Regions from separate parts of the Mus musculus genome. Here regions 1 and 2 are each linked to region 3. The links are chromatin contacts, called in public promoter capture Hi-C maps. All regions are on one chromosome and are shown on one strand. The core of a region is the stretch at or near the end of the contact, and the rest is flanking DNA. Distances in the headings are between cores, read along the strand shown. Region 1 holds the start of Usp46 (ubiquitin specific peptidase 46). Region 2 holds the start of Fip1l1 (FIP1 like 1 (S. cerevisiae)). Region 3 holds the start of Cep135 (centrosomal protein 135).

Region 1 (4,272 bases), core at 1,087-3,586, 2.5 Mb after region 3:
TGGTTGCTGGGATTTGAACTCAGGATCTTTGGAAGAGTGGTCAGTGCTTTTACCCACTGTGCTATCTTACCAGGCCCCCCCCTTTAAAAAATTGGCATTTTCTTTTTATTTTAAAAAAATATTTTTTAAGATGTCTTCAGACACACCAGAAGATGGCGTCAGATCTCATTAAGGATGGTTGCTGGGATTTGAACTCAGGACCTTTAGAAGAGCAGTCAGTGCTCTTAACAACTGCGACATCTTTCCAGCCCGATTTATTTGATTTTTAATTATGGATGTGTGTGTGTGTGTGTGTGTGTAGGTGGTATGTGCATATGATGTAGGTGCCATGGTCCAGAAACCATGGGATACCTTGTAGCTGAAGTTACAGGTACTTGTGAGCCACCCTAAGTGGGTGATGGGAATTGACGTCAGGTCCTCTGGAAGAGCAGTGTGCACTCCTAACCATCCAGCCATCTCTCTACCCCTTGCACTTTACTTGTTTGAGACAGAGAGGGTCTTGCCTGAATATGTAGCTTGTGATTTGACTAGTCTGGCTGGGCAGCAAATACCAGCCCATCTCTGTGTTCTCTCTCTGCCTCTCCAGCACTGGGATAGTTATACACCATGACTGTGTTTCTTTACCTGTGGGTGTGGACTCGGGCGGGGGGCAGGACGTGAGTCTAGAGATCTGTACTTGTGCAGTAAGCACTTTATAGACTGAGCCATCTCCCCAGCTCTCAATTGTGTTTTAACCCCTGTAGGCCTTGCACTCAGTGCATTCATATTGGAAAAAATCGCAAAGCTTATCATTAGAAAGCATGAAAGCTTTAGACTAACCACGCACAAAGCTGAGGCCTTCAGCTTGTGACATTTCTCAGTCTTTAAGCTTTTCAGGACCTTACTGTGTTCTGGCCAGTCATAGTTAGGGTGTTTTATCGATGGTCCCCCTCCCCTGCCCCCTCCTCAAATGGTGCCCCTCCTAAGTTTAGCATGCCTTTATCTGTACTATTTATTTGAGAAACACAGAGCTGGGTTGGATACCTGCTCTGTAAGCCTTATGGAGCTAACCATGTCTATTAACTAATCATGTAGAAGCTGGAAGAGTCGTAACTGACAGCAGTAAAAAAGAATGAAAGTAAAATTCAGGTAGAATGAGTCATTGTGAGCAGGAATATTAATCCTTCTACACACTGAAAAATACAGTATCCATGTGACCCGTCCCCCACCCTCACCCTTCAGTCAGTGGTTTTGTCTTCTATTTCCACCCCAGATCCTAGAAGAATTACCAATGGATGGATGGCTCTCATGTTATGTGTATAACCCTAGCCCCCCAGCCCCCAGTATGTTACTCTTGGCTAGACAGAGCTGTCTTCAATTATATTAATTTCTCTCCTAATTTAATTCTCCACAAAATACATTGGTTTGGGAATTTATCACGTTTCACATGCACAACTTCCCTGTGGAAAGCTTGGGACTGCAAACTTGTCTGCACAATTATTCCCCATGTTTGAAATGAACTCTTTCAGTTCTCACGAACATATCCCTCAAGTGGTGTGTACAGTGTGCACCCTGAGCCTGCAGTCTGGGCCTCCGCAGGAAGGTGTAAAAGCTCAAACAAAACTGAGATCAGGAGCTCCGAGGATGGGAGATAGGAAAGTTTTGTTTTGGTATTTCCTGGACAGCCTCTAGTACCGCCCAGAACCTGGCCATTTCCTCTGTACCTGCTAATGTCACAAATCTCCCGAGTGTGCCTGCTTAGACCCGGAATTCTTTCCTTTCTGGGAACCTTTCCCTAGGCAGCTGGGTTGCTGCTGGCTAGGGCTTTCTGGCCACGCCCATGTCCTGGTCTCATTTTACTTTTCGGGTTCCGGCGGATGCCATCTGGCTAGAACCCTGGAGAGAAACTTTAAAGTTGACTACACTCACCCTTAGACCCTTATTCATATCCTCCACTAGCTAATCCCTAACGCCCAAGGCTTGCTGGACACCAGCAGAAACGGGCAGAGGGAAACCGGGAAGCGAGCACGCCCGTGTCCCCGCGGTGTAGGTCCCCAGCCCAGTGCCCGGTACGGTCCTGGGTCCGGCGGAAAGGCCGCGGTGCTGGGTTTGCTCGGGGCTGGCCTTACGGTGCAGCTGGCACCGAGCGGGACCCTAGGGCAGAGGAGCAAGAACGGCTTCCAGTGGGGTCAGCCGAGCGGGTCCTGGCTGGCAGCGGGAGCATAGCAGTGGCCTCGGTTCCGCGCCTCCCGGCTCCGGGCTCCTCCTCCCGCCGGCCGCGGCCCGGGCTGCGTCGCTCCGCCACTCCCCGCCCCGCGCCGCCGCCCCGCCCTCGCCGCCGCCCGGCCTCGCTCGCCCAACCCCACTGCAAGCCGGCCCCAGGCCGCCTCGCCGCCACCCGGCCTCGCTGCGCGCCACCATGGACAGTCCCGTTTTCCCCTGGTAAAGATGGCGGTGCGCGATCGCTGCAACCTTTAGACTAATGACTGTCCGAAACATCGCCTCCATCTGTAATATGGTGAGTGGCCGCCGAGCCTCCGGGGGTCGCGCCCGCAGCGAGCCAGGCAAAGAAAGGGAACCCCGGGCTGGAGCTGCACGCGCGCCGCGGTCGTGGGGGCCGTGCGGCCAGAAGTTCCCGGTCCCGAGGCTGGGCCGGCTGACCGCAGTCCCCCCCACCTCTGTCCCAGCCGGGGACCCCGAGCGGATCCCAGGGATCCCCAGGGCGGCCCCATGCCCCCGCCCTCGAGTTGCGGTGCGGGTGGTGGGTGGGGGTGGAGGTGGAGGGTGCGAGGTGGCTGCACAGCGAAGTCCCGAGGGAGGACCATGAGGGTACGAGCCCGGAGTGGAAGGAAGCAAATCCTTCTGGTGCAGTAAATAAACCCTTACTGGACTCGCCGACTGTCCTCTGCTCCTTCTGGAGTTCAGCCTTGATTGTATTTAAGATTCACTTTGCAACAGCAGTGCTCTTACCAGGAGAAATTGGATAGACATGAAAGCTGTGACCAAAAAATAAAAAATAAATAAAAAATAAAAATTCCAAGTGAAGAATCTGGTTAGAGAGGTGAACTAAAACCTGGTATCGGAAAAGCATGGCAATTTGTTCTGGAGGCCTCAGTTTCCCCACCTGCATGCAGGAGATTATAAGGAGACAGGAACGTTTGCAGGCCCTGGGAGTGAGTGGCTGTAGGTGTGAGGAAGTCTGCAGGGGTTGTCCTGCCCCGCCTCCTCTCCTTTTAGCTTGGACACTGCCTGGTCTGTCTGATAGGGTGGGGGTCTGGGGGGGGGTGTTACCCAGCAGTCACTTTAATTTAGATTTCCCCCATTACTTTCCAGTTCTGTTTAGTTTCCTCGGGACCAGTTTCTAGCCCTTGGGGCCACTGAGTGTACTCAGCTAGCACCCCCACTTGTGGGAGCCATAGGGAGGTCAGGGGTAAGGCACTGGGGTGTGGGAGTTGAGGAGGGTGTGTGTTCTGCCTGTACTTTCTGTATCCTCACCCCCTTAGACCCCCTTCAAACTGGAACACTGTTTTTTTTTTTTTTTTTGTTTTGTTTTGTTTTTCCATTTTGGGGAATCCATCCCCGCCCCCACCCCCCTCCGCCACCAAGTTAGACAGTAATGCTAGCATCTAAAGGAAATCTGAGGAGGCCTGATTAAGTAGGCCTCAGGTAAGGTGATCTGGCTGCCCTTCCCCCATCACACAGCTCTTTAAATCTTCTGTCCCACATTCTGTTGCAAGATCAACACATGGCACAGCACATTAAGGAGCCATGTGTTAGCTCAGGTGGAGTTGAGACCTGCTGGGGCTGGCCCCAGCTCTCTGTGCTGGTCCAGGCCAGCAGAGCAAACGCAGGAGGTCCCAGAGAGGTAGCTAGCTGCCTGCTTGGTGGTACAAATCTCCTTAGCCGATGGCTCCCGCAGCCTTGTCATTTTCCCTTTCTGCTTGAAGACGCAGGTTTCCTGCTTCTTCCTGTCCAGTGACATTAATGTGGCTGGATGCCCTGAGAAGACAATGCATTTCTTCTCAGTGTCTCAGCTGTAACCGAGCTCCTGTGGGGAACTGGGAAACCACAGGAGCTTCAAGGCTGTCTTTCCCGCCTGTGGGGTTGGCCGCAGGCCTACAGGCTCCTGAGGCTCGGGGCCTGCTTGTGGAGCTGCGCTTGTCCAGTTTGCAATCCAGTGACACCTCTCCGTATCGAAGCAGAGTGGAAACCAGAGAGCAGTTGTGTCCCAAGAGGAAGTCTGCCTCCGGCTTGTTCTTGCCCTTGCTGTAGCTAGGACTTCTTGGCACACCT
Region 2 (4,389 bases), core at 746-3,245, 2.1 Mb after region 3:
AAACACTAACAAACTATGAAAGCAACAATTTTTAGTTATTTTAATTCTTACAGTAAATTATTTTTTTTCTTAGTAATTTAACAACTACACTCAGCCAGATAAAGTTGCTCTTGCCTTTAATCTCAGCACGTGGGAGGCAGAGGCAGGTGGATCTTCTTGCCAGCCCGCTCTACAAGGTGAGTTCCAGAACAGCCAGGGCTATGCACACTACACAGAGAACGTTGTCTTGAAAAACAAAACAAAACAAAAACCCAACTATGTTGTGTACACCTCTAAGCTCAATTAAGGGTGAAAGTTACTCTACAGTGAAAAGTTGGCAAGTACCTAATAACTCAAAAAATTGTCCTATACGTTACTAGAAAACAGGACAGGATTGGTCCACAAGTAGAAACAGTCCTTCAACTTTGGTCAAAATGCAATTTCGCCAAGGATTATGATCAAACAGTAGACAACTTGCTAGAATCGCAATCTGTGTAAGACATCAACAGGAGAGAGTTCACCAACCTGGCATTTTCTTCTTCTGGCCTTTCAACTTCATTCTCATCTACCAAATAAAATAAAATAAAATAAAGTAAATAAAGAAACCAAGCTTAAGCAACAAGTAGTATAGAAATCTGAAGGGAAGATCACAAGCACTAACCTAGATCCTTTGCCAAGTCACTGTGCACATGCACGTCCCACGGGCCTACAAGCATAGCCAAAGTTAGATCACTTCATAAGCAAGACACATCTCTTATGGAAAGAAATACAAGGGGATTTACACATCATGCTAAGAGAAACCCCACACATTTCACATTTTAAGGGTAGTACCGATGCTGTCTTTCCACTAAAGAAATAATCAATTTTACAAGTTTATCGGAGTTTCATTACTAAAAGGCTGCTTAAGACGCTAACGTTCACTTTTATATAATCTATGAAATTTATGTCAAGAATGTATGCTCTAGGAAAGAACAAAATACTTTCAAATCTGGTATAACAGCCAAGGGGGATTACGACTTAAAGTTAAAACTCAGACATCAGACATGTCCCCTACAAAAACAAAGTACATGACGCATTAAATTTGGGGACACAAACACAAAACACCGAATACAAGCCTATGGGAAGAGTCACGAGATACAACTATGACGTGGACTATACAGGGCTCTTTAAAAAGCAAAAAACAAAAAATAAAAACAAAAACAAAACACTTCACCTTAATACAGGCCACAATTCAGGGTTTTCTTTATGGACCACAGTGTATTTCATCTGTTTCTTTTAATTAATACTTTTAAAGCACGACTTTCAGACAAGGAGGTACCCTTGCAGGTGCATCCCATACAAACTGACCATCAAGAAACAAGACGTTAGTTTCATTGCACTGACTTTATTTAGCTGCTATTACAGAATGACGGTTTCTGAAAGAAAGGGACGAGGAGGGGCACCCCATAGCCACTGAGCAAGAGAGACACCAAAGCGGCTCAGAATCGATAAAGAGCATGAATAGAGAGCGCAGAAGCGAGGAGGCCCGGGCGGTGCGGAGGAGGGCGACGCAGGGCTGCCCGGCCTCCTTGGCCCGCGTCCACCGCGCGGTGAGTGCCTGCGGGTCCGGGCGAAGGCCGGGAGCAGGCCGCACTCGGCCTAACCAAGGCCGGTTAGGGCCAATACGAGAGGCCTCGGACGCCTGGGCCTGAAACGCTGGGAGGAAGGCCAGAGAGAACCGGGGAGACAGACAGGAAGTTCCGTACCGCCATACAGCCACTCTTCCTCCTCATCCCCTCCGGTCCCGCCGCTCAGCTCCACCAGGCGCTCCACCTCGCCGGCCGACATGGCCGCCCCACGCACAAGTTAAAGGCGGCGGCCAACAGCTCTCTCAACCCCTTTTTCCAGCCTCGCCGTCCCAGGGCGCGAGAATGGGAGGGAAGCCGCCGGTAAGCGAACGAAGAGCGCGAGACTCAAATCTGGGGCCAACCTCGGTGGAGGCGGCGACCCTGAAGAGTCAGCGACCGATCCGTCTGCGCATGCGCCGCAGGCACCCAAGCGGCGCGGCGTCTCTAGGTGGTTACGCTTCCGCGGCGGCGGGCACCTGGGCCTCTCATTGCGCAAGCGCCGCGCGATTGGCTCCTCCCCCTCCCCGCCCCACCCCAAGGATTCTAGCTTAGCTTCTCAAGAGTGGCTTTCTCTGGGGCTTCTGGTCTTCTTTGAAGTTCCCTTCCCCCAACCTTCCTCCCACTCCCCAGTTCCCTTTGCTACACCATTGTTCTTTTCTGTCCCTGTTGCCTTTCTCCCTCCACTAGTCTATTTTAAAATCCTGAAGGCCAGCATCCCGCACGGGTTTGACTGAACCACAATTGTCAATTCGTCGAAATTTTAACAACCAACAAAAGAAAAATTTAATATATAAAGGATGCGTTCTCTTTGTTTAAAAAATTATTAGTATTGGGCATAGTGGCACTTGGTAGGCAGAGACAAGTCACCCTGGTCTACATAGTGAGTTCCAGGATAGCCTGGGCTATACAGGGAGACTCTGTGGCCGGAAAGTTTTATTTAAGTTACTTAAACTGGTCATCTGAGTGGAGGGAACCTTGGTTGTGAAAATACCTCCATAAGATCGGGCTGTAGACAAACCTGCAGGGCATTTTCTTAATTAGTGATTGATGAGGAGGGTCGAGCGTTAGACTTTATCTGTATCACTTGATTCCTCGTTACCTGAGTAGATCACGAGGGTTTTAATTCTTCTTAGTTTTGAACTCTTGTTTGCTATGCCCTGTTCCCCTGTAGGAAATTCTTAAATTGTTTCAACTTCTGTGTACAATTTCCTCGTAAAAATCTTCCCTGAATTCAACAAATATGTATGAAAGTCTACCCAAGTACTAGGAACTCTTCAAGACTATATAGATTGGCGGTTAAAAAAAAAATCCTTTCTTTCATGAAGCCTTTATTCTAATGGAAGATGATAGACACATCATGTTGATAAGGATTTAAAAATAATAGTAGCTGTAAAAAGACCCACGGCCAAGTGATTAAAAGGGAGGTATAATCTAATATCACGTGGTAATTAATTAATTAATTAAAATAAGTAGATCCCTTAATGGAGAAGGGCTGTAAGCTCTGTGGGTTTCTGCATGGGGGCTACTTGACAAGGAGATTAGGAACATGCAAAAGGCCCAGAGACAGAGAAGTTCCAGGCACCCAACTGCATTTGGAGTAGAGTGAAAGGCAAATGTAGATAAACTGAGTATGCAGATGGGGTGAGCAGGGTTGGGGTGAGGGGAGTAGAGCAGAGCTAAACTCTCTTTTAGACCACAAGTCTTATTGACTACATAGCCACTTTCCCCAGAATCTTCACTAGGCCAAATCTGCCTTCGTCTTGTTTAACTTTCACTTCCATCTGTTGTATGGTGCACCATATCCTTTTGGCCTTTGATACTATCTGCTTGAGAGTACCGTGGGCAGTTACCACCACCACACCGTGGTTAGCTCCATTCTCACTGTTAAGTGCATCTAAAGTAAAATTGGGTGGTTTCATGAGAGAGTTGATTGTCTTTTGCAGAGTGAATTGCTTTTCTTTCCAGTCTGGAAAAGAGTTTGTCTTTCAAATCATTGTCTAGACAAAGAGTTTAGACATCAACAACGAGTTGATTAATGAATGGTGGTGAATGCGGTAGGAGGCCTGCGTGGTGGAGGTAGCACTTGAGCTAAGCTTTGAAAATGATTTCTACAAAGCAGAGAAGCTCATAAAGCTCTAATGACCATCCTTCAAAGCCTCTTCCTTCCTTCTTTCCTCCTAAACTGAATCCTTGTATGGATATGCTTCCTTGGTTAGGATTAATCTCTCCATTTGCCATGGGAAACTTTGACATTAAATAATTTGACTATTTTATAGACTGTCTCTTGCTTCTTATATTATGAACTCATCTCACTACAATATCACATTTATCCTGAGTATACTTATTTGCCATCTCATTATTTATTGCTGTTCTAAGCAATGATGATGGTGATGTTGCTGCTAACCCAGGCCTGGCAGTGCATCCTGTCCTTCCAGGTCCTCTGGAGGCCAGGGCTAGAGCTTGACTCAGGCTAGCAGAGTAAGACTCCATCTCAGAACAATGTCAATAATAATGATATCATTTAATATGAAGTATACTTTTTTTTTTTGAAACAGGGTTTCTCTGTGTAGCCCTGGCTGTCCTGGAACTCACTGTGTAGACCAGGTTGGCCTCGAACTCAGAAATCTGCTGCCTCTGCCTCCCGAGTGCTGGGATTAAAGGAGTACGCCACCACCTACCACCACCCGGCTGTGAAGTATACTTTTGAGAAGTAATGAAAAGGAGTGCTTAGCTATAAGAATTAGACAATGAATAGATTACTGCTCAAATCATGCCAAGAGACCAGGTATGGTGGCATATGCTT
Region 3 (4,294 bases), core at 812-3,311:
GAAATATATGAAAAGGTGCGTAACATGCAAAGACTCTCAGCTTAAGAAATCCACACACCACCCAGAGAGTAGAAAACCACTGTGGAACGAGCCAAACAGCTTCCTATTAAGTGAAACACAGTCCTAGCTGATAACACCATAATTCTATTCCTACAGCTTTACAAAAGAAAACGGACAGGAATATGCACAGGGAGACTCCAGCAGCTTCACCTGTAACTGTACAGAGCTGGAAAGGGGATGAACAAGCTATCCTACGCGGGCTAGAAACAGTTTCACGGGCCTCTGGAGAGTCTCTGGAAAGGATAGATCTTTTTTCCCAAAGTGATAGAGGACTGCCTGGGGTAAGTTACCCAGGCACAGACATTCATGGAAAGTGCTTAAAGGCACACTGAAGGTGCATTTCACCGTGTAAATTTCACTCCCATATTGGTTCTTTTCATTATTTTGAAATATACCATCCTGACTGGTCTAGAACTCATATTATTGGCCAGACAGCCCCATCTTTTTCTTCTGCCTGTGCCTTTGAGTGCTAGGACTACAGATGTGTACCACCAGGCCCAATCTTACTTCCTTTTTTTTTTTTTTTTAAGTAACACACATGTAAGTAGCTCAGTATACATTTTTATGCTTGTCTATTTCTATGCTTGTTTGTTTACCGTATCCAGGGTTAAGCACTGAGCCTATGACATGGTAGGAGAGCACTCTTTACTGGGCAATACCTCCAGCTGTTATACTTGTCTTCTCAAACACCTATGATTATTTATTATCTCTACCAATCTGCCCTAAAATTGAGTTATGCAGAGACCATTTCTAACCTTTGCCAAAAAATTGTAGTCATAGAACTCATGTTTCTAAATCAAATAAAAATTATGTCCTTCACCACTAGTAAAAATTATAAGTGCACATAAATGAATACATGCAAAACCTGATGCTCCAAACACCCATTGTGGGATCGAGTACCAATGTCACCGTTCCTATTTAAAGCATAAAGCCAAGAAGGCTGTCCCAAGAAAATAGCTTCCCCAACCACAGGGCTACTTCTAAATTAGTGTTTCTTCTTGGTTATCCCCGTTAACAAATCTAGGATCTTCTTTTAGAGGCTTCCCCTAGGGCTTTCTAGGTCCCTCCACAAAAGGACTTGATTGATGCCGGAGGTGTTTTACAGAAACTCCTGTGCTCACAAGAAAAACATCTGACAAGATAAATTAGCGGGGCAAACTCCAAGAACTATGCCCCCTCCTTGACAGCTGCCAACTCCGGGTACCAGGAAACCATCTTTCTCCATCCTTCATGAAGGCAGAATGAGAATACGAATCAAAAGACCATGGGCCATAATAAGTAAAGTCCTCCAGGCTGGGGGGTGATATGTACATATTAGGGTTTCCCCTATATTCCAGATCACAAGCTTTAAATCAAAACAGCCGAAAAGGGTAGGTTCCGCAGTTACAACTAGCTGTCCACTAAACCCTGGGGCGTTGTTGTCTCAAAGCGGGCACCTCTTACTTTCTCAGAAATATGCAACCTGCGGATACAGTAGCGTTTAAAAAAACCAACACCAGAGTGCGGGCACCGCAAAGGGCACGGGCCGGAGCGGCCAAGCAGTCCTTCCCCGGCTCAGGCCGGAGGGTGGAACGGCAGTTCTCCTCGGGTCGGCCCCGGGCCGCACGGACGGACGGACGGACCGACGGACTGTGGGACGGTCCCCGCGCCGCCCTCCCGCACTTCCTCCCGGCAGCGCCCGGGCTCCCGCCCTCGCTCGGGGGTGGGGGTGGGGACCGCCCCGGAGGCCCCGCGACCCGGCCCAGCCCCCGCGGCCTCCCCCGGGTGCGCCTCACCGCCGCTCCGTCCCGAGGTACATCGCCCTCCGGACCCGCTGTCCCCGCTGGCTCGTCCTGCTGCGGCCAATGGCTCCGGCACGAGCGCGGTTTGAAAATGGCGCGGAGAGAGACGGTCGCGGCCCACAAGGAGGGAGCGCCGCCGTTGCCCCGGTAACGGACCGGAGCGGCCCACAGTGGCGGCGCGCGCGCCGGCCGCCCGGAGATGGCGGCTTTCGGCCCTCGGTGCCCGGAAACGTAACGGCCGGCCGATGCCGGGGCTACGGCGCCCCCTGGCGGGGAGCCCGAACCTCTGCGGTGCCCGAGGACCTTGCCAACTGGCCGCTGGCGGTAACCATCAGCTAACCCCCAATGACCTTTCACAGGTGAATTTCTGCTGATCGCCCTGTCTTCCCCCTGGATGTCACTGTCCTTGCAGCTTCTCCTGGCTACCACTTGATAACAGTTATTGCCCCGTACCCATGTAAACCCCCAGAATAGAATCCGACCATCAAAACCTACTTGTTTACGTTTCTCCCTGCTGCTTCCAATTGTGGGCTCCTTGAATCAGATATTCTTTTATTCAACTGTATTTCTCTAGCATCTGTCACAGTATTTGTAAATGTTAAATTGAAATGAATTGCTTACAATAGCTTGCTCATGGTTACAAAGATCATGGTCAAATCCCCAGAGTCCACCACTCTCCTAAAAACTTTCTAGATGGTTAAGAGTTGAGTTTTTGTTTGTGCGTGTTTTGTTTTCTTTTGTTGTTTGTTTCTGCTTATATTCCTTACCAAGCCGGCCTTTCCTCTGACTATGTACTTTGTCCACTGCTCAGCACGGAACTGTATGTTGGGATGTGAATTGCTCTGTGCCGATTCATTCTTTGTTTTCACGTCTCAGTCTCCATTTTGTGTGCTTTGTCCGTTTTTAATTGGAAGTTTTAAGGAGCTAATGAATCCTGTAGAGATTTTTATACCATCTTGCACATATACAAGTAAGCATATGTTTATGTAAAGACAAATATCTTTTTTAAAAAAAGTCATAAATATCAGAAATTGGCTGTGCATAGCCATCTAGTGAAGATAGATAACATTGGTGGCCCCCCTTACCCCAAACACACACCAACTAAATGTTAGAACAAAACTCAGTGAAGAAATACAACGGGGTACATGGGATTGAAAGCTACAGTTAGCCTTTGTTCCAAGTGGCATTGATAACCCAGAGTCAGGGTCACTGCTGACCTCCGAGGCCTAAGGTCAGGGATCCTGGCACACAAAACTTGAAAGATGAGAATGCAGAATGCTGCTGCTTCCCACCCAAGTCCTAGCGCTTTAAGCAAATTGCATGGCTGTGGAGGCATGGAGGAAAACAGATGCCCTCACCACAGAAAGTGAGCTTTGTAGACTTAATATCAGCACCAACAGGAGTTCCTGAAACACTTAGAATGAGGTTTGCCTAGAGGCTGGTGGGGTCCTGATTGTAAGGAGGAAGAAAGCCAGATGTAAAGGTAAAAGAGTTGCTTTCACTGAAAACTGATGCTGTAGTTTAGATCTGAAATGTGGTGGTCTGAAGGAGATTGGCCCCTATAGCCTCATATACTTGAATAGCATGACCCCTAGTTGGTGGAACTGTCTGGGAAGGATTAGGAGGTGTGACCTTGTTGGGAAAAGTGTGTCACTGGGGATGTGATGGCTAACATTATATTGATGGCTCACTTTAAAACTGCTTGAGAGAAGCAGAAACCAAAAATGGACTTCCAATGGGTTAGATTTTAAAATTGCCTGGTTTTGCACAACTTTAACAAAACTACTGTTTCTGCTTCGTAAACAAAAGCTTGTTTTACATGAGATGACTTTGTGCTCTTTGCCTGTGTAAGTCCCCCACTGAGGTGGCTGGGGGCTGTGCTGCACTCAGGAGTTCCCAATCTGGGTGTTGAACTGGTGTCTGTATATGAAAGTAGCTTCTTTGTTAAAACTTACTAATGGTCAGACTGGCGAATCTCCGAACCACCTCAGACCTATAACAGAGGCAGGTTTTGAGGTTTCAAAACCCATGCCATTCCCAGTTAGCTCTATCTTTTTGGAGCTTGTAGATCAAGATGTGAGCTCTCGCCAGGTGGTAGTGGCACATACCTTTAATCCCAGCATTCGGGAGGCAGAGGCTGGCAGATTTCTGAGCTCGAGGCCAGCCTGGTCTACAAAGTGAGTTCCAGGACAGCCAGGGCTACACAGAGAAACCCTGTCTTGAAAACAACAACAACAACAACAAAAAAAAGCTCTCAGCTGCTAATCCAGTACCACCCCTGCCTGACTGCCTGCCTGCTGAAACACTCCCTGACATGATGGGTATTGTCTTAGTTAGGGTTTTACTGCTATGAACAGAGACCATGACCAAGGCAACTCTTATAAGGACAACATTTAATTGGAGCTGGCTTATAGTTTTAGAAGTTCTGTCCATTATCATCAAGGTGGGAACAT

Evidence for each region. Promoter capture Hi-C pulls out the DNA fragments that hold promoters and counts their contacts.
Region 1: a contact with region 3 is called in a promoter capture Hi-C map of pre-B cells, with 2.6 times the contacts expected there. The contact joins the promoter of Usp46 here to the promoter of Cep135 in region 3. A contact is called at or near these places in 4 of 39 promoter capture datasets (the HPC-7 cell line, hippocampal neurons, liver and 1 more), 1 of 115 datasets of contacts at active chromatin or transcription factors (large pre-B cells) and 1 of 9 other capture datasets (liver).
Region 2: a contact with region 3 is called in a promoter capture Hi-C map of pre-B cells. The contact joins the promoter of Fip1l1 here to the promoter of Cep135 in region 3. A contact is called at or near these places in 6 of 39 promoter capture datasets (the C10 cell line, hippocampal neurons, liver and 2 more).

The regions. Positions count from the first base shown.
Region 1 is chr5:74,066,475-74,070,746 of GRCm38.p6, reverse strand. It overlaps Usp46 (ubiquitin specific peptidase 46), which reads left to right and starts at 2,336. Exons shown (of 9, transcript NM_177561.3): 1 at 2,336-2,497. The coding sequence starts at 2,462.
Region 2 is chr5:74,533,097-74,537,485 of GRCm38.p6, reverse strand. Fip1l1 (FIP1 like 1 (S. cerevisiae)) reads right to left here and starts at 1,995. Exons shown (of 18, transcript NM_001159573.2): 1 at 1,725-1,995; 2 at 641-685; 3 at 505-544. The coding sequence starts at 1,806.
Region 3 is chr5:76,586,466-76,590,759 of GRCm38.p6, reverse strand. It overlaps Cep135 (centrosomal protein 135), which reads right to left and starts at 2,061. Exons shown (of 26, transcript NM_199032.3): 1 at 1,836-2,061.